Regions from separate parts of the Mus musculus genome. Here region 1 is linked to region 2. A link is a contact called in public HiChIP or PLAC-seq data. All regions are on one chromosome and are shown on one strand. Each heading gives the region's core, a stretch centred on a gene start, on an enhancer-like site or on the middle of the called end of the contact. The rest is flanking DNA. Distances are from core to core; before and after follow the strand shown. Region 1 overlaps Dock9 (dedicator of cytokinesis 9). Region 2 holds the start of Slc15a1 (solute carrier family 15 (oligopeptide transporter), member 1).

Region 1 (6,887 bases), core at 3,766-6,265, 42 kb before region 2:
CATGTAAAAGCCGTTGTATCCACGAGAACACTAAAGAAATTCCAGAAAAGGTCCCTAGACTAACTAAAAACGTTTCTGAAACTAGAATGTGACCATTGAGGACATCTTTCCAGCTTTGCCCAGTCCCTGACGCCTCTGAGGACGGGCAGCTGGCCCTATATACCTGTGATAAGCATGCCTGAATAAACTCTCCCTAGCCATTTACTAAAGATTTCAAATACAACTTCTCTCATCTTTTGCTTATAAAATAAAATAAGGGGGCCAGCTATAGTGGTGCACACCTTTAATGCCAGCACTCCAGACGCAGATATCTGTGAGCCCAAAGTCAGCCTGATCTGCATAGTAAGTTCTAGGCCAGCCAGGGCTCTGAAGTAAGAGCCTGACCCACCAAAAAAAAAAAAAAAGTCCTGGAAGATGGTTCAGTGAGTAACAGCAGCCATCATATAGGCTTAATGACCTCAGTGGCCCATGGATCCCACAAGGTGGAAGGAGAGAACTGACTCCCAAGTATACAGAGGAACACACATACTGTGGTATGTGCACCTTCACACAGTTAAAATATATAAACTTTTTAGGTCATGTGTGTATATCTAATGGCAAATGAGAGTATTACAGGTGTTCCTGCAAGAAGATAGAAATGCGAAATGTGAATTAGAGCCTAACATTCACACCATTTATTTATTAATTCATTTGTTTATTTATTAAGGATGTATGTGAACTGCCATGGAGGTCCTCTTACTCGCTGAGCCATCTCTCTGGCCTCCCACTGTTTTAGTTAGTAGTAGTAGTAGTAGTAGTAGTAGTAGTAGTATTCATTGTTAAACTGATTGATGTTGATATGGTCAGATAGCTTGTTAAAAATAAGAACAGTATTATCTTTTAATGGAAAAGTGTGAGTGAAAAACAGTAAATATTTTCCTATTTCTTATCAGTGGAAGTTTTAAAGCACCTTTCCACTGGAATAGTGGTTCTCATCATTTGTGACTTGCCAGTTCCTGAAATGCTTTGCTTAGAAATGTACTCTCGTGTTTTTGTTTTTCATTGGTATCTTAGTTTAGAAAAATTTGTCATATGATTCAGTGTTCTTCAGAGGAAAGTGAATTTTCTCAAAGATATTTTATAACATTTTTTTTTCTTTACTTGATCCTCTCAAAACTGGTTAGTGTTGTAGAAGCCATCTGATCCTGTTCGTATGAATCTCAGCTTCCAAGGAGGGTTAGGGCACTTATAGATAAGAAAGTAAACAAGGAATAATGAAAGAGATTTTTTTTTCAAAGACACGCTTCAAGAGATAGCAAGTAACCAGTTCTATTTATCTTACGATATGACCAATCATTAAACACATTAAAGGACCAGAGAGCTGGCTTAGTGGCTAAGAGCACCAGCTGCTCTTGCAGAAGATCTGGGTTTGTTTCCCAGGACCCACAGGATAGCTCACAACGCCTGTGACTCCAGTTCAGAGGGTCTGGTGCCTTCTTCTGGCCTCTGTGGGCAACATGCACATACAGTGCTCAGACATACATGGAAGCAAACCATTCATACATAAAAAGATAGAAGTAAATAAAACCTTAAGCATACAGTCCTAGCTCCAACGAGTATTAGCATATGACACTGGCAAGTTCTGAGCTCTTAGCTGTAAAATGGGCCTGATAATCATTTTCCCTCTGCAGCAGGAAAGACATTTAATTAGACTCTTGGACCCCCATTCCTCTGCAGCAATACACTGCTTCCCCTACGTGAAGAAGCGGATCCCTGTCATGTACCAGCACCACACTGACCTGAACCCCATTGAGGTGGCCATCGATGAAATGAGCAAGAAGGTGGCCGAGCTCCGCCAGCTCTGCTCGTCGGCTGAAGTGGATATGATCAAACTGCAGCTCAAACTGCAGGGCAGTGTGAGCGTCCAGGTGAGCTCAAGAGCCCCTACAGGGCAGTGTGAGCGTCCAGTGAGCATGCAGGTGAGCTGAAGAGCCCCTACAAGGCAGTGTGAGCGTCCAGTGAGCATGCAGGTGAGCTGAAGAGCCCTGCAGGGCAGTGTGAGAGTCCAGGTGAGCTGAAGAGCCCGGGCAGGGCAGTGTGAGAGTCCAGTGAGCTGAAGAGCCCGGCAGGGCAGTGTGAGCATTCAATGAGCATGCAGGTGAGCTGAAGAGCCCTGCAGGGCAGTGTGAGCGTCCAGGTGAGCTCAAGAGCACCTACAGTAGAGGGATTTCCCTTCAGCTCATAGGCTCCAGTCCCTTCACACCAGAAAGATCTGTCCTACACCAGGTACTTCCCAGTTTCCCTGGTACCATAGCTTCAATTATTAGAGGGAGCAGTAGGCTTACCTACCCCCAGTCCTGCCTACAACCTGGTGGCCTTACTGAGCTCTTTGCTAAAGACAGTACACTCCTCTTGGAACCCTGACTTTTCAGTGACTTGGAGAATGTTGATTCATGGTTGCCAAGATACTCTGAAAGCCTAAGAGATATGGATAGCAGTAGGCTTTCCCATAAACCATTGGTTTTTAGTTTCCATGAAAATTGCATCTGAAAAAAAACACCTTGACTTTCACCCTCACTGTGGGTTTTGTTTGGTTTTGTTTTGTCTTATTTTTGGTTATCAGAAGGTCTTCATTTTGATTTCACCCAATCAAGTTAAGTGTGCTGGTAACATTTTTTGAATTCATTTCCTCTTGAGAATTTCATATATGAAAATGTATTTATATCATCCTTCCCAGCTCCTCCCATAACCTTCGTTCCTTCTCGGAATTTTTAAACTATCACACATACAGAGCCTGCTGAAGCCATTCAGTGTTATATACTCTCTCTCTCTCTCTCTCTCGCTCTCTCTCTCTCTCTCTCTCTCTCTCTCTCTCTCTCGTGTGTGTGTGGGGGGGGGGTTCGTGGGTGTGTGGGTGTTTCAGGCAGACCTGTTGGGACTGGATAGCCTGTCAGGGGCTTGTCCCCTGAGAAGGAGGAGTCTTCTTTTCTCAGTGCCTATAGCTCTTCATCTAGGGTGGGATCTAGGGTTGGGTGTCATGAGAGTCCCCAATTGTGTCGGCTTGTCTGTTGGTGTGTCGTTTCTCAAGTCTGATTTTAGAGAATCGCACTGTTGGGATTTTTAACAGGGGTACTACTGGTAGCTTTATCGGTATGATTGATTGATTGATTGATTGATTGTCCTTTTAGAGAAATGCATAGCACGTGTGGTGGCGCCTGTAATGATGCATATGTTGTTTGTGAAAATGTACCAAGCTATAGACTTACATGTTCTTCTTTTAAAAGTTATTTCAGACAGTGTCTCAGTCAGGGTTTCTATTCCTGCACAAAACATCATGACCAAGAAGCAAGTTGGGGAGGAAAGGGTTTATTCAGCTTATACTTCCACATTGCTGTTCATCATCAAAGGAAGTCAGGACTGGAACTCAAGCAGGTCAGGAAGCAGGAGCTGATGCAGAGGCCATGGAGGGATGTTCCTTACTGGTTTGCTTCCCTGGCTTGCTCAGCTTGCTCTCTTATAGAACCCAGGACTACCAGCCCAGGGATGGCACCAACCCACAATGGGCCCTTCCCCCTTGATCACTAATTGAGAAAATGCCTTACAGCTGGATCTCATGGAGGCATTTCCCCAACTTAAGCTCCTTTCTCTGAGATAACTCCAGTCTGTGTCAAGCTGACACACAAAACCAGCCAGGACAGAGAGTTAACTAGGTATCAGGTAAATTTTAAGTCAGCTCCCTGCAGTGACCAACTTCATACTTACATAAGGAGTTCGAGCACCTGTGTGTTCCTCCGTGTATCCCTAGAGTTCATAGTTGTCTCCTCCAAGTGTAGTCTGTGAAGGCTACACAGGTGTTCACTTTGTAAGTTCAGCACCCAGGACTCAGTTTCTGAAATCAGTTTTTCTCTGTTTCTTCAGATGCACATGTAAGGAACCATGAGCTTTAAGCTAGTATTTTACCAAATGTCATTGACCACAAAAGTATCTATAGATATTTTTAGTCATTCCCTCATGTCCTACAAGCTTAAATGCCAAAGGGAATATCAACATTCTAGCAACAACATGATTGTACAACAGGGCCAGAGGCCACATTTTCTGTAGCTAAAAAAAACGTCACTCGATGACTTGACCCGGGAACATGGAGCCTTAATCCACCAGCCAGTGAAGGGGCGGAGCCAGAGAGCTTGAACTCTCTGGAATGTAAAGCATGCAGAGCCATTGAACGATGGCCTTTGAGGTTTTATTAAAACACCCAGTCAGTCACCTTAAAGAACAATGAAGCCCATACTGAAATGAAGACTTGAAGTTCACACGGTGCCCACCTGGATAATGGAGCGGAGGCCAAAGAAAGTTAGCTTTCTTTCCTCTCAGCATTTCAGTAACTCTGGCTCCCAGAGGCTCCCAGGGCCATTGCTCTCACTGCCTCTTTAGCTTGGCTCTCCACCATCTTACTGCATTATGTTTTGCATAGACTCAGCAGCTCTGTGTCTGTGTCTGCTTAAAACTGGGCTGACTTTTCACACATCACATAGTCTTTGGGTTGGCTTCCCATTAGCTAGATTTCCACACAACCTGATGCAGAGGCTGCCACATTCAGTCACTACAGGAAGTTAGTACTCCATTGCTGAGGCCTTGCATCCGACACCAGCTTCTGCCTCCCTGTGTCCCCATAGCTGCGGTAAAGTCACCTAGCCCGATTCTGAGAGTGCTACACAGTCCTACACATGACGCATCAGCATTCCCTCCCTTGCCTTCTAAGCCCACCGGATCTTCCAGAAGAGATTGGGCAGTCCTTCCCCGAGCTCTCTGAGGCTCCTGATCTAGCCTTCCTGTCTTGTGTGGAATACCACCTCCAGAGAACTCTAATTGACTGGTTGGGAATTGGCAGCATCCTGCCATGTTGCTGAATGTTGATAATATTTGATCTCCAGTGCAATTCAGCTGAAGTCAGCAAGACGGCCGGCCTGTGGCTGCCTGTACCGTCCCGTGAAATGAACAATGCTTTGGTTTTGTTTCCTGGCTTGTAGGAGCCGGGAATATGGCTCAGTCAAACACTGCCCTGTGTTTTATCTCTCACTAGGTTCACCAGGTTGACCTGTTAGCTCAGTACAATGTAGCACCAACTCCAGTGTCTAAAACCCTGTTTGAAGGAACTTTCCTCCTGGGTTTGGAGACCTGGGCTCTGGTGTTGCACTCTGGTTGCTCAGACCTAAATAAGTCCATATGTCCCCTACGCTGATTCCCTCACAAGACCCGGAGGATGGCTTAGGTGATGGAATCAAGCCAGGTATAATGATGTAACTGAGTTTATGGTTTGTTTTTCTTGGCCTTCATGTACATGAAAATCAGTGATCCTGACTGACTTGCTTAAACAGCCTTTGGACTCCATGGCAACTGACTGACACAAATAAACAATACCAGCCATTTTTCTTCTAACACACTATCAAACCGTTGCTCTTCACCAGGTCAATGCTGGTCCGCTAGCATATGCCCGAGCCTTCCTCGATGACACCAACACAAAAAGATACCCTGACAATAAGGTGAAACTGCTGAAGGAAGTTTTCAGGTAAAGCCCACCGAAAGTTTCTCTTTAAGAAAGTCATCTGTTTCTCTGCGGTTGTCGGCTCTCTGTTACTATAGCAAACAGCAGAGGCAGTTTGCTTATAAAGAGGAAAGGTTGACGAGCTCACACACAGTGTTTGAGATTGTCTGGGGCCTGTGGTGAGGAGTGTATAGCCAGGTCTCCTGTGTACCAGCCAGGAAGCATGGAGACTAAGGAGGGGTCTTGAGTTCTGCAGCCCCCTCCATTGACATGCCACCAGCATCCTTCAGACTTCCCACTGGGTCCCACCTCCAAAAGCCCTACCAATAGCACCACACTGGGGACCACACTTAACAAAGGATGACTGGGGGTGTTACACAGCGAAACCATAGCACTGTTCTGGTTCAAGAGACAGATGCTTCCAGCTGGGCCAACGTCCCCTCCTACTTCCTTTCTCCTCTCTTACCTCACTCAGGCAATTTGTGGAAGCTTGTGGTCAAGCCTTGGCAGTGAACGAGCGTCTCATTAAAGAAGACCAACTGGAGTACCAGGAAGAGATGAAGGCCAACTACAGGGAGATGGCCAAGGAGCTCTCCGACATCATGCGTGAGCAGGTAAGCACCACACTGGCCTGGGCAGCGTGTGGGAAGTGTTGGGGTCTGAAATACTCCTGATAGTAAGCTAAGTCTTCCAGTAGTCCAGAATTATCATCTCTGAGAGAAAGTGTAACGTACCATAACTCAGAGAAGCAAGCAGCACGTGTTCCTAGGTCACGTTAAGCAGTGTGTGTGTGTGTGTGTGTGTGTGTGTGTGTGTGTGTTGGGGAGGGGAGTAGCGTAGTGTCTCGTCTTTCTCTGTGTTTCTTAAGCTTTGCCTTTGCCTACCCCAGCAAGGCAGAGAAACCACATCCATGCTGTGCTTACAGCTTCCTTTGATAGAACAGGGCTGACTGCCTGGTTTATCTGTTGGAGTAGGCGTCTTTTGTCATTTAAAAACAAAAAACAAAAACCGTAGGATTGTTCCAGGTGAACAGTTGTCACCCCAGAACACACAGGGCTCCTTACTCCTTGATTCTCTCTTCAAGGGCTTCCTTCCCCAATCTCTTGTGCTTTCTGTCCTTCCTCTGTGAATCCCCCATGTGGTCCCAGCAGGCATCAGAGGACATTCCCAGCCAGGGTGTCAAGCAGAGATCCATGGCAAGGAACATGCAGAGCAAGCCCAGTCACTGTATGTCACATTAGCTCCTGGATCTCGCACCCTGTCTGTCGCCCAGAGTATTGTCTCTGGTCTTGCAGAATGGAGGCTGGGACTTTTTGTCAGCCTGCCTTATCAGATGATAAATGGAAATTTCTTCCTTATTTTGGGG
Region 2 (7,166 bases), core at 31-2,530:
AGCGTCTTCCTCCCAAAAGTCAGGGAAGGCAGGGCCGCTGCCTTTGAGAAAGGGCTTCCTGTGCTCCACCCCCACCCCCACCTCCCAGCAGGGTGGCTGGGAGTTCCTAAGGGCAGGTGATTGAATAAACAAAGCGAATGTGGAAGACTCATCAACCCTTAAAGGGTGTTCTGACCCATGCAAGAATATGGCTGAGCCTGGAGAACACTTTGCTAACTGGAAGAAGCCACAGAACAGAGGATCTGCACAGTCTGCCCACACAAGACACCTGGTGGTCGGGGTGGGGGTGTCTGACTCAAGAAGTAAAGTATTGACAACCAGAGACTGGGGAAGCCACGGCAGAGCTGTTGTTTAAAGGCCACGGAGCTTCAGCTTGGAAGATGAAGTTCTGTAGCCGGGACGATGTTGGTGAATGTACTTAATGCTCAGGATGGTCACTGAATACTGTATACATCACACGGACAAAGACAACTGTGGGGTGTGAGAGGGATAACTGAGCACTGGGGAGGAAGAAACAGAGAAATTGAGATGGTAGATGAGCTGAGGCTGGGGAGGCAGTCTCTTTCTCAATAAATAAATGAATAAATAAACAAATGATTGAAACCCATTTTCATGTCCCATCTTTAATGCTCCCCTGTAAACATCCAGAGCCTTAACTTCTTCAAGGCTGACCAGAAAGCAGAAAAATGGCCAGGCCAAGTATTACAATCTTGTAATCGCAGAGCTGGGGAGGAGAGATGCAGGAGGGTCAGGACGCTAGGTCTCTGGCTGCACAGCAAGTTCAAGGACACAGACACAAACTGCTATAGTCCCTTTATGCTTCCCCAAACAAGGTAGAGCGGTTCTCTGAGCTGTTGTTTGTTAAGTGGGATCCCAGCGGCGGCCCAAGCCCTTTAGACTGCCAAACATGCAAGTCCTGCTTTCTTGACTCAGTAAGTCCTAGCATGGTGCCTGGCGACCCGCTTATCAACCACAGATCAACCGGATCAATCAAGCCTCCTAGTGACCACTCACAAAGGGAGTCCGTGGCCCCAGATCCCTGCCACCACCTCCCCCTACGCCCACCCCGTTACTTGGGACAGCTTCATCTGTCCTGCTCCAGAGGGTCTGGGACCAGCGTCCTAGGGACAGGTATCCTGCAGCAGGGTTAAGCGATGTTAGCCTCGGTTCCTTCAAGGGTGGAGCCCAGCCGGCCCCGCCTTGCACTCCTACAGTCACACAGGTAGCCAGCTGGGCAGGGCCTGGAAACAAAGTAAGGGAGGCTGAACTCCTGCTTGCCAGTCGCCCGTCCGGAGCCTTGGAGCCACCACAATGGGTACGTGAGCACGGGCAGCTGGGGCGGGGTCGTCGGGATCAGGGACACTTCTGTCGCAGGGAGATTGCGGAGCAGGTGCCACCGGGGGATAGGGAACGACTCCTCACTGGCCGCAGGGAACCGACTGGTTGGAGGCTGGAAACCTGGGCAGGAGGTAGCCACTCTTGACGTTTCCTCCGAGGTGGTCAGACGCCAAGGTTGGGGGAATAAACGCACTACTCTCCGCCCTCCTACCTCTTAGACTCTCGGGTTTTCATTCTCTCGGTGCCAAGTGTCTGTGGCCTTGGAGTTGAGTGCTTTCTGCCGGTGATGGCAGGAAGGGCGTACTGGGGGCCTCAGGGCGCAACATGGAACTTTGGTTCTGTGCTTGCCTCTAGCAAAGAGGGTGACCCTGGAATTCTCATGGGAATCCCTGGCGCCTCTCTGTACCGTTCCTGGTTCTACTGCTGTCCTCAGAAAAGGCACACGAGACGAGAGTAGGAGTATCAGCCTATGAACTAAGAGGCAGCTCGGTGCCTGCCCTGCTTCAAAGTAAGCTGCCTCTGGGAGTAACTTAGAACCACAGACCTTGAGGCCACCGGTCCCCCTAAAGCTGGGGTAACAAGCTGACTCCCCCAAAATTCCGCTTTGATGGCCAACCCCTGCTTCTCGGGCTTCATGGACACTGGCAGCAGAGCTCCAGCTTGGTCTCCCTGCATCGTGTTCATGTTGCCCCTTGCTAGCCTTTTGTTCCTGCCTCAGTACAGAGCGCCCATGGGGGCCTGGTGACCCCCTGGGTCACAGCAGGAGTTTGAGAAGTAGCAGCAAGGGAGTGAGTCACACCTTGAACTTTGGCTGTAGCAAATTGCTGTTCGGAACAGATTTCTCATGTCATTTGAGATGAACAGCATCAGACTACATACTGCACCCAGCTTCTAAGAGGGGCTCCGGATCCCCCTCCCGGCTGCCGCTTGTACCTTGCAGAGAGCCGCCTTAAGATGCTTGTATTGGACTCTGATGCCAGGTCCCCAAGTTACCACAGGATCTGCTTTGTGTGAGATGCATTTTGCCCTTCTAACAGATAGCTCTGGTGGGAAGAAAAGAATACAGAACTGTTGGACGCATAGTGTTCCAAAGCAATGGGTGTTTCCTTATTGAACTAACTGGTCCTCTGCTGGAGTTTTGCTTGGCATGGGAATAGGGACCAGTGACTTGTAATCAAATCAGGCTTTGATTTGTGGATGTCTCAGCTTTTCAATATCAAGAGCAAGGAAATGGAAAAGATAATTAAAAGTTATAGTGACTCCCCCTGGTGAAAACAATGGTTGGCAGTTAGAGCTCGTCAGAATTGTTTCAGGTGCCATGTGATAGACTGTAACCCTAGGAATACTTGTGGAATGGAAGGAGCAGGAAGCAGTTCTTAGAGAAATGGGTGCCCTGAGCCACTGACTTCCTCCTGTGTGGTTCATGCCAGGGACCTCACTCCCCCTGGGAATCCAGGGGACGAAGTAATGAATGACTAGGAAGGAGAGAGACAGACATGGCACCCACAGACTATGCAGTAAATGGGATGTGGGCACCCATGACTGAACCTAAACACCCATGGTTGAAATCTTAAATTTTGACTTTTTTTTTTTAAGATTTATTTATTTATTTTATGTATGTGAGTACACTGTAGCTGTACAGATGGTTGTAAGCCTTCATGTGGTTGTTGGGAATTGAATTTTTTTGGACCTCTGCTGGCTCCGGTTAACCCCACGTGCTCAGTCCCTGCTTGCTCAGGATATTATACATAAGTACACTGTAGCTGACTTCAGATGCACCAGAAGAGGACGTCAGATACCTTTACGGATGGTTGTGAGTCACCATGTGGTTGCTGGGATTTGAACTCTCGTCCTTCGGAAGAGCAGTCAGTGCTCTTACCCGCTGAGCCATCTCGCCAGCCCATTTGACTTGTTTTTAAGTAGAGACCAGCACTCTCCTGGGCTCTGTCCTTGGTGTAGAAGCAACCTCAGACACTCAGTAAACATGTAGGTGGAGCTGTCCCAATAAAACCAGTTACAGGTGTTGATGTCAACTTGTGTATGGTTCCTTTTCACCTTTAATTGTCTTTTTTAAAAAATATTCCTTTTAAATTTTTATTGAATTTTATTTACTGATTGTGTATGTGTGTGTGCACATACCAGAGCCATCTTTGTTTTTGAGACAAAGTCTTATTCTGTAGCTCAGGCTGGTTGAGACCTGAACTATGCAGCCCAGACTAGCCTCAAACTCATAGCAATCCTCCTGCTTCAACCTTCCAAGTGTTGAGATTACAAGTGTGAGCCAACACACCTGGCATTTATATATTTCTCTATGTGCTCACAAAACAGCCTTCAATCTTTTCAATTATTTAAAAACAATATATATCACTCTTGGCTCCTGAGCTGGAGGCAGCCCCGAGCCTCTGAACTTTGCCTGAAGATATGGGTGATGAAAGAGAGGCTGTTGGCTCACTGATCTCTTGGGCTGTCTGCTGGAAAGAAGTCTCTGAATAACAAAAACTCTCCCAGGCTGGGAGAGGCCTCAAGGAGGAGAGAGCAGCCACAGCACCTTTGGGAGGCTGAGGAGACTTTCATTAAAGCTTTCTAAGACATAATCTCTTTCCTGTTATTAAATTCCTCTTATTTAAAACTTAGCAAAAGGCTGTGCTGGGTTTGATGGGGCTAAAATACACATTTCACACTCTAGCCTCGAAAACTATGGCTGCTGTTCCCTCAAGTACTTGACTCTGAGGACTGGGTACAAGAGTCAAGTTCCTTGAAGGAAACTCCCTTCCAGCTCCCAGGGCTGAGAAGTCGGCTTCCTTAGCAAATCATGCTCTGCTGCATGCCTTCCTCTGATCTCAGCCTTGTTTATGTGCCTTGGGAGTGTCTCCAAGTCATCCTCTTGCTTGGGTGTGAAAAGATGAGCCAGCCTTGCAGGTGCCTCCCTCCCGGCCATTTAAAAGTCCTTCCCTATTCTCAATCAAAGTGCAGGGCCAAAGTGCCCAGGAAACTGGTGTCCTGCTCCAACCTGGGAGTGAGCCATGGGCTGCCAGTATCCCTTGGAGACTTGGAAATGGGAGCTGAGGCCTGGCTCTTGCTGACAATCTCTAAGTTCACTTTTATCTTCTTGTTTGTTTATTTTGAGATGACAGAATCATGATTCTAATGCTTCATAGCTGAAAAATGATCTTAAACTTCTGATCTTCTTGCTTCTGCTTCCCAACTGTTGGGATTATAGATGTGCACCACCCATTTTGTGTGGTGTGCACAATCAAATCCAAGACTTTGCCCATGCTAAGCAAGCATAATGCCAATTGTGCTCCATCCCTAGACTGGCTTCTGTCTTGAGCACACACCCCATCTCCTAGATGAATACTACCCCTAGGGTCCTGGCTCTGTGGGAGTGGGGTGTGGGAGCCAAGGATTGTCATGTTCATAGTGTCCTGGCTGCTGGCCCTAGCACCATACTCTGAGAATAACAGCTTACAGTGACTCTGAGTGATCATAACTGACAACACTTTCTCCTCCTTGTTCCCTTACCCATGTCAAAACGTTGCTATCTTGGTCTAGAAATTAGACTGTGGTAATCGGTAATAATTAGTCCAGCCTGCCCCTGGGTACATACGGGTATGTGTCTGTTGTGATGGGTAGATTTGTGGCTGTTTGAAAAATGGCGGTAGAGACAGGGAGAATCAAAGTGAAGTTCTGACCCTCTGGGGCTGGCAGAGTGGACCTAAAGTCCCTGTTTATCCAGATGTTCACTCCCTATGGAAGGCCATAGAATAATCCTACATCCTCAGGGCAGAATCCAAAACTCGTAGAAACACTTCCTCTTGGTTGTTGTTGAGGTAAACGAGACCACACAAAGCAGCCATAAATATGGAGTCATTCCCCTAAGCTGTGGTGCTGCTGTTCACACTTCCACAGCATCTCTAGGTGGAAGAGAATCTTTTCTCAATTTCTTGGATTTTCTGATTTTTAACTTCCCTACGGCTCTTGAAATCACTGAAGCATCCCACAAAGTGCAGAGAACAAATAGATCAAGCACCTATGCATTTGGCTTGTCTAGCTTCCAGGAGAGTTCCCCTGCAGAAGGGCAGGCTCCCATTCTTTCCTCTAAGGAGAACCACTCTGGATGGAATGGCCGGGTACCATCTGTTAGTAGAAGCTGGGACTGCTCAACCCCCCTGTGTTCTCACTCTGGGCCCAGAGCTCCATTACACAATAGCAAGTGGAGTCTGTCCCTTGCAGGAGGGAAAGTGGGTAGGTGTCTCAGGTGAGCTGATAAGGAAACGAAAACAAGGGTGACTTCTGAGGGACATCTTCACATTCCTCCCTGATGACAGAGAACAGGCCAGTGTTACCAGGAGCCAGTGACAAGGACCGACTCATAGATCCTGTAATGCTGTGGTTGCAACACAAGGAACCAGAGAATCTCTGTTTTGTAACTTTGTCCTTTGGTTTACAAGCACAGCTGCTACTGGCTGGCAGGACAGAGCTAAAGCACATGCCAGCAGTTAGAAAATGCTTTTGCTGGGCCTGGAGGATGCCCCAGAGTGAAGAGTGCTTTGCTACTCTTCCAGAGGACCTGTCTGATTCCTAGCATCCACATAGAGTGGTTTACAGCCTCCTTTAGTTCCAGCTCCAAGGGCTCTACCAGCATCTTCTGGCACCTTTGGGCACCTGCACTCACATTGTATACACACAAACACACATATGCTTGTGAGACACACACACACACACACACACACACACACACACACACACACACACACACAATATAATGAATCTTTAAACAGAAGAAGAAAAGAAAAGATACTGCCCAGGGCGAAGAGGGACAGGATCCTCCCCTAGCAACTACATAACAGGAAGGTCTCCCAGGTGTTTAGAGTGAAGCCTGCCTGCAGCCCCCCTACCCAATTGCAGGAGTTCCCACTGCAGGGCAGATTTGCCCTCCACCAGATATTATGTGGGAAGATGTAACAATGAGCACTCGTCTCACTAGAGCGTTCTGGTTTAAGAATCAGGTTCAAGACTAGAAAAGATACAAAGTATTCTTAGATAGGAAGACTCATCTGAAATTCTCAAACCAAACCAATTAAAATGCCTGCAAGGGGAAGGGAGTGGCAAGATTATGTAACAAGCTCTTTAGGACTCCCAACAAGAGCTCTGTTCACTTGTAGATCTGAGACGTTCTTGAGGAAAAGAATTCTTTCCCCTGTTCATGCCAAACACAAGAACCCACATCCTGTGTGCCTTTCCTATGGCTCCCATAACTAAAGTGGCACTGTGTTCTAAATGACAAGGGTGTCAAGATACAGAGGCTGGGAGTCCAGTCAAGATGTTATGAGGCCATGCTCTGTCTGAAAACTCCAAGGGGCTCTGGTCCAGGCCTTTCTTGTGGCTTCTGGTGGCATTGCAGCCCTTGGCTCAGAGACATTGTCCAGCCTCTATTTCCACTGTCATGTGGCCGTCTTCTTCCTGTGTCTCTGTCTCCTGTCTCTTCTGTCTTGTAAGGACATCATTCACACTGGCTTAACGTACCCCCTCCTTCTCCAGCTTAACCTTACCTAGATGAATTATCCTTGTAGCAAGCCTGTTTCTAAGAAGGCCATATTGTGAGATTCTAGAAAGCTCTATCCAACCCCCATATCATACTAAGAAAATGTGTTATACCACATACATATGGAATTAAGTTGTAATATACAGCATATAAAGATGACTCGACTCTGTTGGGGTCAGCAGCATCTCAGGTGCCATCTTGGGTGGCCAGCAACATAGATGAGCTTTTGTGTCACAGTCCCAATCAATTCTAAACAACCCATTTAGTAATGAAAAGTATGTGG

Evidence for each region. HiChIP or PLAC-seq counts read pairs in DNA pulled down with a chosen protein or histone mark.
Region 1: a contact with region 2 is called in an H3K4me3 HiChIP or PLAC-seq map of intestinal villus epithelium, with 10 read pairs. The contact joins the enhancer-like site here to the promoter of Slc15a1 in region 2. A contact is called at or near these places in 1 of 39 promoter capture datasets (trophoblast stem cells), 3 of 484 Hi-C or Micro-C datasets (embryonic stem cells and nephron progenitors), 9 of 115 datasets of contacts at active chromatin or transcription factors (T-cell acute lymphoblastic leukemia, embryonic hindbrain, embryonic stem cells and 2 more) and 4 of 9 other capture datasets (adipose tissue, embryonic stem cells, liver and 1 more).

Annotation. Positions count from the first base shown.
Region 1 is chr14:121,545,214-121,552,100 of GRCm38.p6, reverse strand. Dock9 (dedicator of cytokinesis 9) reads left to right here. Exons shown (of 54, transcript NM_001081039.1): 51 at 1,717-1,907; 52 at 5,445-5,545; 53 at 5,997-6,135. Among named protein-coding and RNA genes, the nearest start is that of Slc15a1, 43 kb to the right of the region's middle. Within about 2 kb of position 5,015, at least 41 of the 459 cell types and tissues checked have an H3K27ac peak or open chromatin away from gene starts, as enhancers often do. A contact at or near this core is called in adipose tissue, intestinal villus epithelium and trophoblast stem cells, where this site is marked.
Region 2 is chr14:121,499,368-121,506,533 of GRCm38.p6, reverse strand. It overlaps Slc15a1 (solute carrier family 15 (oligopeptide transporter), member 1), which reads left to right and starts at 1,280. Exons shown (of 23, transcript NM_053079.2): 1 at 1,280-1,315. The coding sequence starts at 1,312.